Linked DNA regions of Rattus norvegicus: region 1 is linked to region 2. The links are chromatin contacts, called in public Hi-C maps. All regions are on one chromosome and are shown on one strand. The core of a region is the stretch at or near the end of the contact, and the rest is flanking DNA. Distances in the headings are between cores, read along the strand shown. Region 1 holds the start of Pdrg1 (p53 and DNA damage regulated 1). Region 2 holds the start of Tpx2 (TPX2, microtubule nucleation factor).

What was found. A called contact is a pair of places that touch in the nucleus more often than the background predicts.
Region 1: a Hi-C map of liver shows a contact between it and region 2, with 4 times the contacts expected there. The contact joins the promoter of Pdrg1 here to the promoter of Tpx2 in region 2. A contact is called at or near these places in 2 of 12 Hi-C or Micro-C datasets (kidney and liver).

What each region holds. Positions count from the first base shown.
Region 1 is chr3:161,940,520-161,946,250 of GRCr8, reverse strand. It overlaps Pdrg1 (p53 and DNA damage regulated 1), which reads left to right and starts at 2,270. Exons shown (of 5, transcript NM_001014762.1): 1 at 2,270-2,389; 2 at 3,549-3,624; 3 at 4,970-5,044. The coding sequence starts at 2,303.
Region 2 is chr3:161,775,478-161,781,254 of GRCr8, reverse strand. It overlaps Tpx2 (TPX2, microtubule nucleation factor), which reads right to left and starts at 2,535. Exons shown (of 17, transcript NM_001107790.2): 1 at 2,207-2,535.

The DNA of each region.
Region 1 (5,731 bases), core at 1,021-3,520, 170 kb before region 2:
ACCCCTTACCTCCTCCACAGTTTTGTTCCAATGCCACCTCTTCGGAGAAGCCTTCTCTAACCACCTATCCCAAATGGCTCCTGTATCTCTCCCTGTCCACCTTGCATTGCTGGGGACCTGGCAACACGCATCTACGTTTGATCCAGGATGCATTTGGTTATATCCCTGTCGATGGTCCACTCCCCTGCCTCCACAGCCTAAAGGCAGGTATCACACCGGCTTTGCTCACAGTAGACTCATGAATCTCTGAGCCTGGGAAATTGCTACATTTTCATGACACGAATAGTTAGGTAATGTCAGAGATGTCCCAGAGTCCACAATCTGCTCATTTTGACTCTTGGAGATGAGTATGACCTTCCCTGCAATATCCAGTGACCAGATGTGGCCCCCGAGGGCCAGTCAGAGCCAAGAAATTTAACATGGAACCTTCCTTAACTTCTCTCCATTCAGGCCCACCCAGCAGGGGTCAGGGGTGTCAGTTTTTCCAGCCATCTTTGGCCCCAAGGTGGAGAGAGGATACAGGACTAGGGTCCAGACCCCAGGGATTCCTGGAAGACTCATTTTTCCTTTGGCAAATACCCCCACTTCCTTCACAGGGCCTGTGCCTGCGTTTCTGAACCAGAAGGTGTTTACACAAAACATCCTGGGTTTGGCGACAAATTCACCCTCTATGAGGAATCCTTAATGACGCTTCCTCCATCCCCACACCAGGCAGCTGCAGAGAAAACTGTCTCAGTCTCTAGGAATTGAAGGAAGCCCAAAGCCAGACAAGACGGAGGTGTTTCTGGGCTTCGTGAGCCACAGTTTGTCAGTGTCCGTCAACAGTTGTGAGACAGAGACCAGCACCCTCCACCCTGGGGATCTGTGCCCTTGTCCCAGCCTCAGCCTGCAGCTGTATAACTAAACAGTCGTAATCCGGTCTCTACAAAAGTGGCCATGAAATTCAAGTGAGGCCAAGAATATGAATGGGCTAAGTTACCCAGAGTCAAAAAAGGAGACTAAAAAATGGATGTCAGAGTTGAGTCTTAGGGCTGGGGAGGTGGCTTAGTGAGTGAGGAGTGTTCACTTTACACTCAGAATGAGGATCTGAGTTTGAATCCCAAACACCTACAGAAAAATCCAGACATGGTTGTGTGGGCCTGTCACTTCAGCATTGGGGAGCAAACAGCCACAGGCAGATCCAGAGAGCCCCAAGTCTAGGCTGCCTAACCCAAAAGAGCTTCCGTTTCAACGAGAGGCTCTATTTCATGACAATAAGGTGGAGAATGTCAAAGGAAGACACCTGTCACCCTGCTCTGGCCTCTGCTTGTCTCTGCAGGGGCACAGAGTACCCTTATATGCATGCACCACACACATACACTCACACAAAAGAAAACAGATGAGATATAGCTCAGGTGTAGCGCTTGAGAGGCACTGGGGTAATTCCAGTTCCACACACGGAAAAACAAGAGGATGGGTGAGGTAGCCCGCCTCTAAGCCTCCAGCTTTGCAAATGTACAGTAAGAGATTGGGGGACCCCTCTGGTTCTGTCGGGCAGTCATCACCCTCCCACCCCCACCCCCCGGAAGTCCAGGATCCTAATTCACTCTTCAGATCTTACTGACACTTCATTGCTCACCCTGGACAGTTTCCAGCTCCTTCTGTGAATCTTGGCTTGCTACTGTGGACATTAGATTCAACAAACGCTGCAACCAGATGTAATTTAAAATGATTTCTGCTTCCTTTCTGTCTTCCGTGGTGGTGGGGGCGGGGGGGGGAGACAGGAAAGACAGAGACAGAGACAGAGAGACAGAGAGAGTCAGTGCGGGGAATTTCTATACCCATTATTTACAAACTGGAAGCTGAAAGTGTCGCGGGTTAAAATATGAGTCTCTTTGCCACACTCAGTTTCTTGGCGATGTTAAACTGGACTTTATGATCTCTGTGTCTCCAAAGCCATTATCGCTACCTCCCATAATGTGTAATTATTTTGCTGTCAGTGTTTGCTGTTTTCCAATGGAATGACGTTCCTAGAGCCGGGATGCTTCTTTTGCAGCCGCCTTCCCGACACCCAACCTGGTTTATGGTGGATGCCCAGGAACCCTTTGAAGGGAGGGGAAAGGGCAGTGCGTTGGGCTGCTCGATCAGAGCCTGCAGGGGGCGCATCTTCCCTGCTCCCAAAGCCTGACCCTCCCCTCTGGAGCCCAGCTGAGGCGCATGTTCTTTTCACTGCGCAGGCTTGCCGGAAGTCCCAGAACGGCGCGTGCGCGGAAGGAGCTGGGGTGAAGTAGTAGTGCGAGTGTCGGAAGAGGTCTGTGGCACCATGGTGTCCCCCGAGGCGGATCGAGTGCTGCGGTACCTGGTCGAAGTGGAGGAGCTGGCAGAGGCAGTGCTCTCAGACAAGCGGCAGGTGAGAGACGCGGCGGCCGCGAGCGCCCTACGCAAGTGCGCGGCGTCGCAGGGTGATCACCGGGCCTCCCGGCGTCACTGCTCCTAGCGGCCTGGTGCCTAGTGAGCGCCAGTCAGTTCTGTATTGGGCAGTTGCCTTCCTTTCACCCTGCCCCGTCATTGCTGGTCCCCCGGATCCCTGACACCACTTTCCAAACGCAGTCCCAGGCCCATCTTGAATCAGGTTGTTGAGACATGGGCAGGATGTGTCTGGGCAGTACACTGATGTGCGTGTGCGTGTGCGTGGGGGGCGGCGGCTTGGTTGAAGGCTTCGTAGACCCGAAAGGGGTGCTTGGCTCTGGTTCTGTGGTAAGTAGTCCCTAAAGGGAGTTCGTCCTGGGGATGTTATCATTGAATAGTGACTGATAGATTGATCGGTTGGTTTAGACTAAACTTTAGAGGATCTCATGTATCTCAGACTTCTCGAACTCACTGTGTCGCCTAAGACAGCCTTGAACAACCCGTGGTATGTCCTTGTCAGTGTCCTGAGTTCTGGGATTACAGGTGTGCATTTAGATTTTAAAAGTCTCTCTCTGGCTCCTTCCTAGAGTGCAGCGAGCCATTTAGCTGATCCAGATGATCTGGATTTAGACAAGATGGGAATGATGGGGTGAGACATATACTTGGTGGTCTTCAGAAGCTACCATAATGACCGTAATGACTCTTCGTGATCTATATTTGAAAAGGCTTGATGGTTCACTAGCTGCAGCCCCAGAAAGTCGCCTCTTGAGCAGTTAGTTGTCATAGTGGTACGGTGCAACAGCTGCTCCAGTCCAGTATGGTTGAATGTCTGGTGAGACTGTCAGAGTTACTTAACAAGAGCTTGTCAATAGTCACTGTCTAGAGGAGACACTCAACTAACTCCCTGGTGACCCCGGTATACTCTCAAGTTTGAGTGGATGATACAAAGTGGCTCAATCTGCAAACATTTTCCCACCACCTTCTGTGGAGGAGGAAAGCTCCATACAAACAGAGGAGCTGGAAACCAAGTGGGTAAAGAAGAACGTTCACACCTGAGTCGTCCATGTCAGGCAAGACATTGGAACTTCACCAGAAACGATACCTTGTTTCTTCAGATTGGGGCAGGAGGCAGCTGAGTTCCCATCTGCTCCTGTTTTCAGATTGTAGACCTGGACACCAAGAGGAATCAGAACCGAGAGGGCCTGAGGGCCCTACAGAAAGACCCGAGTGTCTCTGGTAAGTTGTGGCATCCTTACTGAAGCCCTGGAAGCTGGTTCAGGGACTTCATTATCCCTGGTAAAGACCAGCCAGGCAGGAGGCTGGGACTGTGTGACTCACCCTCATGGGGAACTAAGACAGCTTGTGGAGAAGAGCAAGCCAGTGTTGCAGGTCAGACATATGCTGTGACTCAGAATTTAGCTGCTCACTTCAGCGACAGGCCATTAGCTCATCACTCACTGACGGCAGATACAGAGAGTGCTCACGGCACATAAAAAGCAATAGTTCTGCCCTTATGTTCCACATGAGGAAAAGCAGCATAGACACATAACTGAAAATGGTGAGAGGCCATGGGTGGGTATTGAGGCCAGGTGGCTGTGGCTGGTGGTAGCAAGCAGAGGTCTGACATGAAGCAGTTCTGGAAAGGAGGGCAGCATCCAGGCCATAGTGAAGGCTGACATGTAGGGCTTCCACTGGCTTATCTCACCTGAGTGAAACCCAGAGCTGTCCTGCAGGACTCCCCATGACCCAGCCCCACACCCCTATTAGCCCTGACTCTCCTGCTCACTCACTGGTCCCTTGGTTGTTAGCCTGGCTCTGTTTTCCCACATGTCTGTAAGTGTAGTGTCCTCCCTTTCCTCAGTTCTGTGCCTGAATGTCACATCTACATAGAAGTCTCATACCAACTTTCAACACATCAGTCCTCTGACAATTCCCAGCTCTTTAAACAGCTTTTGTTGTTGTTGTTGGGTTTTTTGTCTGTCTGTTTAATTAACTGGTCCTTTTGCCACACTCTGGGCTCTTCCACCCTTCTCCCCCAACTTTTCCACCTTTTCAACCCCCAACACTAGATAAGAGAGAAAAAAGGATGAAGAAAAGAGATCCTTGAATAAAGTCAGGGGGGTTGGAAAGGGGGCACCTAGCGTTATTACACCCTCTCAAAAGCCCTCAGAATTCCAAACATCACACACTCGAAGAAACTATCTGCAGCTGGCAAAATCATGCCAGAGCATGAGGCAAACCACAGTCAGCTGCTGTGCTCAGTCTCTCTGAGCTCCCCATATCCCACACCTGGGATTATAAGGAAGACATAATTCTTACAGGATTTCTGTGTTTGTTTATTTGTTTGTTTTTAAAGAAACAAAAATGCCAAAACTGCCACTACAGGTTTCCATGCTAGTTCTTAAGCGGTGTGTGGAAAACAGCTTCGCTCACTCCCCATCTTTTGCTATGACGTGATTTCCACGAGAGCATGAACTGTCTTGTTCTGCTATGTTCTTAGCATCTGAACAGTGCCTGTCAGATGATAGGTGCTTCAAAAGGGAAAAACAAAACATGAAGAAATGTCTGTTTGCTGTTTCAGAAGACGTGATGGTTTGCTTTGGGAACATGTTCATCAAAATGCCTCACCTTAAGACGAAGGAAATGATCCAGAAAGGTAAGGTGTCCTGAAGAGGGGTCAAGGACATGGCTACCTTCCCCCCAGTCTGAATCATAATCCAGCACTGAGAACCAAAACTGTATTAGGCTGGGGAAAGGCAAAGGGCTTCTTCCATATGGGCCTTTGCTTTCTGTTTGAAAATAAGGCCACTCTCTGCCAGAATCTCATTGGTCAAGGCCATCCGTAGCTGTGAAGGGTCATGGATAAGTGAAGTTTTGCATGAGCCTGTGTGTCTGTGTGTTTGTGGCGTGTGTCTGCCTGTGTGTGTGTGTGTGTATTGCAATGAGTATGCAGAGGTCAGAATAGGGTGTCAGGTTCCCCCTTTAGCCCGTTCCACTTTACTTCCTCCCTCAAATTAAGTGAGGTCTCCCAACCTCTTTGGCTACCTTGGCTGGTCAGCAAGCTCTCTGCATCTGCCTGTCTCTGTCCCCTAGTGCAGGGATAATAGGTACACTGAGCATGTGTGACTTTTAACATCGGTACTGGAGATGCAGGCCTCACACTTGCAGAGCAAGCACTTACTGACTGAACCATCGCCCCAGTGCCCGAGTGAGCTTTTATTTTTCATGTCCCCTGCAGCTGAGACTGTGCTGAAAGTGAAGGTGTGACTGGGTACATAGCTAGAGGTAGAGCATTTTCCTAGCCTGTGTAAAGCCCTGGGTATAATTACTGCAAGAAAATGGA
Region 2 (5,777 bases), core at 1,286-3,785:
AGTTAAAAAGAAATTTTTTTAAAAAAAGGGAAGAAGCTGAGTGTACAGGCTCTCATTGTAGAGAACAGACCCAAGAAAAGCTAAAGGAAAAAAAATATAATGAGAATGTAGAATTCAATCTCTCCTGATACAAGAACAAGAAACAAAGGACTTTTCCACATAACTTTTCTTTAGCCAAACTTAACTGGACCTGCAAGATAATCTGATGAGAATTTGGTTCTAATGAGCACATTAGCATAAACCTGGCCAAAGGAATGTTTTTATTTGCATATTAGAATACTTCAAGTTACTATGATCTAGTTTTTCACACTTGCTATTTTGCTGTCAACTTAGGCAGGGCCTTCCTAGACTCCCAATTCAACATATATGCAGCCTGGTCTCGTCCCTGTCTAGCCAAACCCTGTTTTCTGACAGTCAGTTTGTATCCCAGACGCTTCAGAAACCCAACCTTCCCTGTATTAAGTCTCATCCATCTCCACACCTAAATTGCCAGAATACTTGAAAACCAAAACCAAAGCATTTATTCACATAATAGTAACTTACACGGATTCTGTCTTAAAAATGGAAATTGGTAGAATTCTTGCTTAGTACATACAAAGCCCTGGGCTCCAGGTCTAGCACAGACTATGGTGGTGCACAGCCATAAACCCAACATTCTGGCAGTGAAGGAAAGAGGACTAGGAGTTCAAGAACAGCCTGTGCAGGTTAGAGAGATGCCCAGTAGTTAGGAGCACCAGCTGCTCTTCCAAAGAACCCAGGTTCAATTCCCAGCAACCACATGGCAGTTCTGGTAACTCCAGTTCCAGGGGGTCTAACACCTTCATGCAGAGGGATACCTAGGCAAAACACATAAATTAACTATAAAAAAGAACAGCCTTGGGGCTGGGGATTTAGCTCAGTGGTAGAGCGCTTACCTAGGAAGCACAAGGCCCTGGGTTCAGTCCCCAGCTCCGAAAAAAAGAACCAAAAAAAAAAAAAAAAAAAAGAACAGCCTTTCTTTCAGGTCCATGTGGGCTACACAAGACCCTATCTCAACAGTAATCATTATCATCACAAAAAAAGTACAGAGTAACCCAGTCATCCCTTCTACCATGAGCAAGAAGATATTGATCAAGCATTTTGATTCCAAGCATACCAGGAAAACCTTGAATACATTATGTATCCATATACATATAAAATCTAACATCCACTAACGTAAACACATAATATACACTCTCAAAGGTCAATCAGTTGGTCCAATTAGTTGCAGGCCTCAATAATTTTGTACCAAAAATGACAACATGACATTACCAAAGAGACACAAACCAACCAAGAGAAAACAGTATGATGTGAGGCAATCTGACAGGTGTTATACTACACTGAGGCCACATACAAGAATATTCCTACTAGCTAGGTGTGGTGACACACACCTTTAATTCCAGAACCTGGGACACAGAGGCAGGCAGATCTCTTGTTTGATACCAGCCTGGTCGACACAGTGAGTTTCAGGACAGCCAGAGATATGTAAAAGAGATCCTGTCTCAAAACAACAGCAAAACCAATATTTTTATTGTATTACCAAATAGTTCTTTAATTGTTTTTTAATATGAGAAAAAGGCAAATAAAGATGAAGGATGTGAAGATACAAGGATGAGGCAGAAATACATACATACATACATACATACATACATACATACATACATACACACCCACATATACAAACACACACACACACACACAGTTTGGTGGGAGTCCTTGCTACTATTGAGAAAATTATATGTGATTACGAATCAGAAAATAGGGTGTAAGCACAACTGACAATACTATATGACCTTTATGATACTATATCACATCTATCCTTCCCTTCCAATCTTTAAATGTCCCAAAAAAAGGAAGACAAAAAGGCAGAAACACCTAATGACTCGATACAAAGAGGGCAGGCAATAAGAATGGAATAAAATGAATGTTGTAGTCCAAACAGAAGACAATCAAGATGGAATTAAACTCTAACTCAGTTGTGTTGGCACGACACCAGATTTAGTTTTCTATCTCAGACAAACGCAGTTGTTGGTGATCACATCTCTTTTCCTCCACCAAAGCTATTTAATGGCAGGGCTATTTCCCTCCACTGGGCCTCGACTTCCTTCCCTAAAGTAATGCTAGGAGCGCTTAATTAATAAATTTGGTGCGGAAACTGGAGAACAGTGCTTACACCAACAGCCGTTACCGTCTAGTAGCTGACAGCCTGGAGCAACCTCTGCTCCGGGGTTCCCAGGAATACTGAAGCCGAATCTGAGACTTCACTCCCAAGTCCCGACCCCGGCGTCCGAAGCCCGCGCGCTGTCTAGGCTGGCATGGCCCGCCCCGCGGACTCCTCCACCCTCTCAGAAAACTGAGGAATGGCTCCCGGCGCACCGCTGCTTCCCCTCACCTTCACACTACTTTCCCGGCTTCAGCTTGCACCAACTCTAAGAAGCCAGCGCCTAAGACGGCTCCCGGACACAACTAGTACGGTTGAAAATTTGAACTCAGACACCGGTCAAATGCACCAATCAGAGAGCCGGAAGTTAACAACTCTGCCCTCTGATTGGCCTCTGAAAATGCAGCGGCGCCGGAAGTTAGGAGGCGGGACAAGATGGCAACTGGCCAGAGCGCCTTCAGAGAAATGTAGTCCCTAGCGCGGGCGCATTGAAACGACTCGACTACAAAACCCAGAATCCTCTGCTCCTATTTGGTTTTGTTTAGGGCTTGATAGGGTTCCGAGGTTTTGTTTTGTTTGCGGTAGGGCCACTTTGAGTCCAAGCTTTCCTGAATCCTCAGTATAACTGAGGATGACTTTAAACTATTGATCCTTGGGGGCTGGAGAGAAGGCTCAGCGGTTCAGAGCACTGACTACTCTTCCAGAGGTCCTGAGTTCAATTCCCACAACCACATGGTGGCTCACAACCAACTGTAATGGGATCCGATGCCCTCTTCTCATGTGTCTGAAGACAGCGACAGTGTACTCACATACATAAAATAAATAAATCCCCCACGTCCCAAGTGCAGGGATTTCAGATGTGTCTCATCATGCTAGGCTTGTTCCTACTTAATTGGAAGAATTGGTACTAGAATCTAGTGACTAGATGAAGTGAGAAGACCCATTTAAGTATATAAAGGCAGTGGGCTGCGTCCTAGGCCTCCCAAAAACGTGAGAAGGAAACGTTTTACTTTTTAAAGATTATTCTCTCCATGTATATGAATGTGTTTCCTGCAATAAACTCAGTGTAGTAGCCCAGGTCTTTGAAACCAGCATTCAGGAGGCAGAAACAGGATGAATCTATACATTCTAAGCCCTAAGCCATGCTAGTGTGCAAAGAAAGCTCCAAACTGGTCAGAGCTCCATAGGAAGACTTTGTCTCAAAAAAGGCACATAAAAAAAAAAAAAAAAGTGCAAGGTGCTGACACATGCCTTTAATCCAGCACTCAGGAGACAGAGGCTAGTGTATCTCTGTGACCGGGGCAACACAGAGAAACCCTGTATCGGAAAGCACAAAAAGACGGGTAATAGAAAAGAGGCACATAAGAGTTAGGTACAATGATATATGTGGCATTTCATACATGTATAAAAGGCACAATGAAGCACAGTTTAGATACTAACTAAAAATTAGTTTGAGTAAACTTTTTAAAGTCATGTGAGATTGTAACTTTAATTTTTTCAAAACCTATTTTTAATTATGGGTCCTAAATGCTTTAACCTCCCTCGTAGCCCACCACCCACCAGAGGTAGTTGGAAAGAAAGGATACTGGGGGTGGGGGGGAACGTGGTGAGGGGGCGTGGTGAGGGGCGTGGTGAGGGGGCGTGGTGGACCTATACAGAAAGGTTCTTCGGAGCAATTCCTATTTGTGTTGTCTGGAAATTGGCAGTTTAGTTCACAGGTCAGCAGCAGCAGCTCCATCCACCCATAAACACTTCATGGATACACCAGCGGTCCAGTTCTGTAGAGTTGTGGTAACAGTGGTGACAAATCTAACAGAGACAGCCAGGTCTTAGCCTAGGCTCCAGTCATCAGGAGGGAGACCAACAAGCGTTGCACAGCTAGCTCTGTAAGCAAGCCTAGTTCAGCCTCCGTCACTGTGCACTGAGTCCTATTTATACCCTCCAAACATCTCGTGTCCTCCACAGGTCTTGCTTTAGCACGTGTGTCTGTCTTAGCCGGCATCACTCTGCCAATCAGCCCAAGTCTGCAGAAGCAGCAATGTCTGCAGCATACCATCAGGAATTTTTGGGTGCGTTTCTTCTATGGTGTCTCGACAAAAATGCAGCTCAACTACACAATGTAAGGCGAACCAATACATGTGTGTCATTAGCAAAGAATCCTTCATCACATGTCCTTCATGTGCTTGCTTTAGCAGAACATCCTTTCTCCTGTGTCTGCTTCAGCAAAACGTTCCTTCACATATTTGCCCCAGCAAAACACCATCTAACCAACTTTCCAAAGAATCCTCAAGTTCCCACTTCATGAGATAGTCAGTCGGTTTTCTCTGCTGAAGAAATAGACAGGTTTATTCGGATGGGCTCCCGGGCAAGTTCACCAGCCTCAGGGGACCAGACCTGCAAATGTTGAGGGCAGACTCTGATTAAGTTTTTTAATAGATTGTAGGCAAAAGAAAATGATCTATCACATGCTTGGCTTATGCCGGGGGTGGGGGGGGAGGGGCGGGGACTGGTGACTTCAGGTGAGAGCGCTTGGGACAGATATCAGGATTCTGGGGCTGAGCTTTTTGGAGAATTTTTGTTTTCTCTCCTTCTCCCCCTAAGCCCCCTTCCCTCTCCCTCTCCCTTCTCCATCTCACTCTCTCTCTCCATCTCCCTCTCTCAATCTATCTCTTTTCCCCCCTTCCCCCCCCCCCCCGGAGCTGAGGACCGAACCCAGGGCCTTGTGCTTGCTAGGCAAGCGCTCTACCACTGAGCTAAATCCCCAACCTCTTCAATCTCTCTCTTATCCTGGCCTGCACATCAGGATGTAGCTCTTGCTACCCCTCTGTGCCAATGTTACCTGCCAAGCTGATAACGGATCAAACCTCTGAAACTGTAAGAAAACCCGCAATCATTGCTTTCTTTTCTAAGTCTTGCCTTGGTTATTGTCTTCACATCAATAGAAGAATGACGAAGACAGGGAGCGAATGCTCCAACTAACCTAGACACCTTAGGCCACCAATAAAACCTCCAATGCCAGGAATGGGTTGGGGCATCTTTGCATCTTTGTTATCGATAAAGAGGTCTCCTAGTACCTTTTTTTTTTTTTAGATTTATTTGTTTATTACACTGTACACCATAGCTGTCTTCAGACACACCAGAAGACAGCATCAGATCCCATTACAGATGATTATGAGCCATCATGTGGTTGCTGGGAAGTGAGCTCAGGACCTCTGGAAAAGCAGTCAGTGCTCTGAACCACTGAGCCATCACTCCAGCCCTCTCCTAGCACTTTTTTTTTAATATTTTTAAGATGTATTTATTTTATGTATATGAGTTTACTGTAACTGTCTTCAGACACACCGGGAGAGGGCATCGGATCCCATTACAGATGGTTGTGAGCCACCATGTGGTTGCTGGGATTTGAACTCAGGACCTCTAGAAGAGCAGTCAGTGCTCTTAACCGCTGAGCCATCTCTCCAGCCCTCTCCTAGCACTTCTAAGCAGGGTGGGACATAGCAAAAGGTCCCACGATGGCAAGCAGATGAAGTTCTTTCCTTTCTTAAGACTTTTTGTTTGATTGTTTTGTTTTTCAAAACAGGGTTTCTCTGTGTAAAGC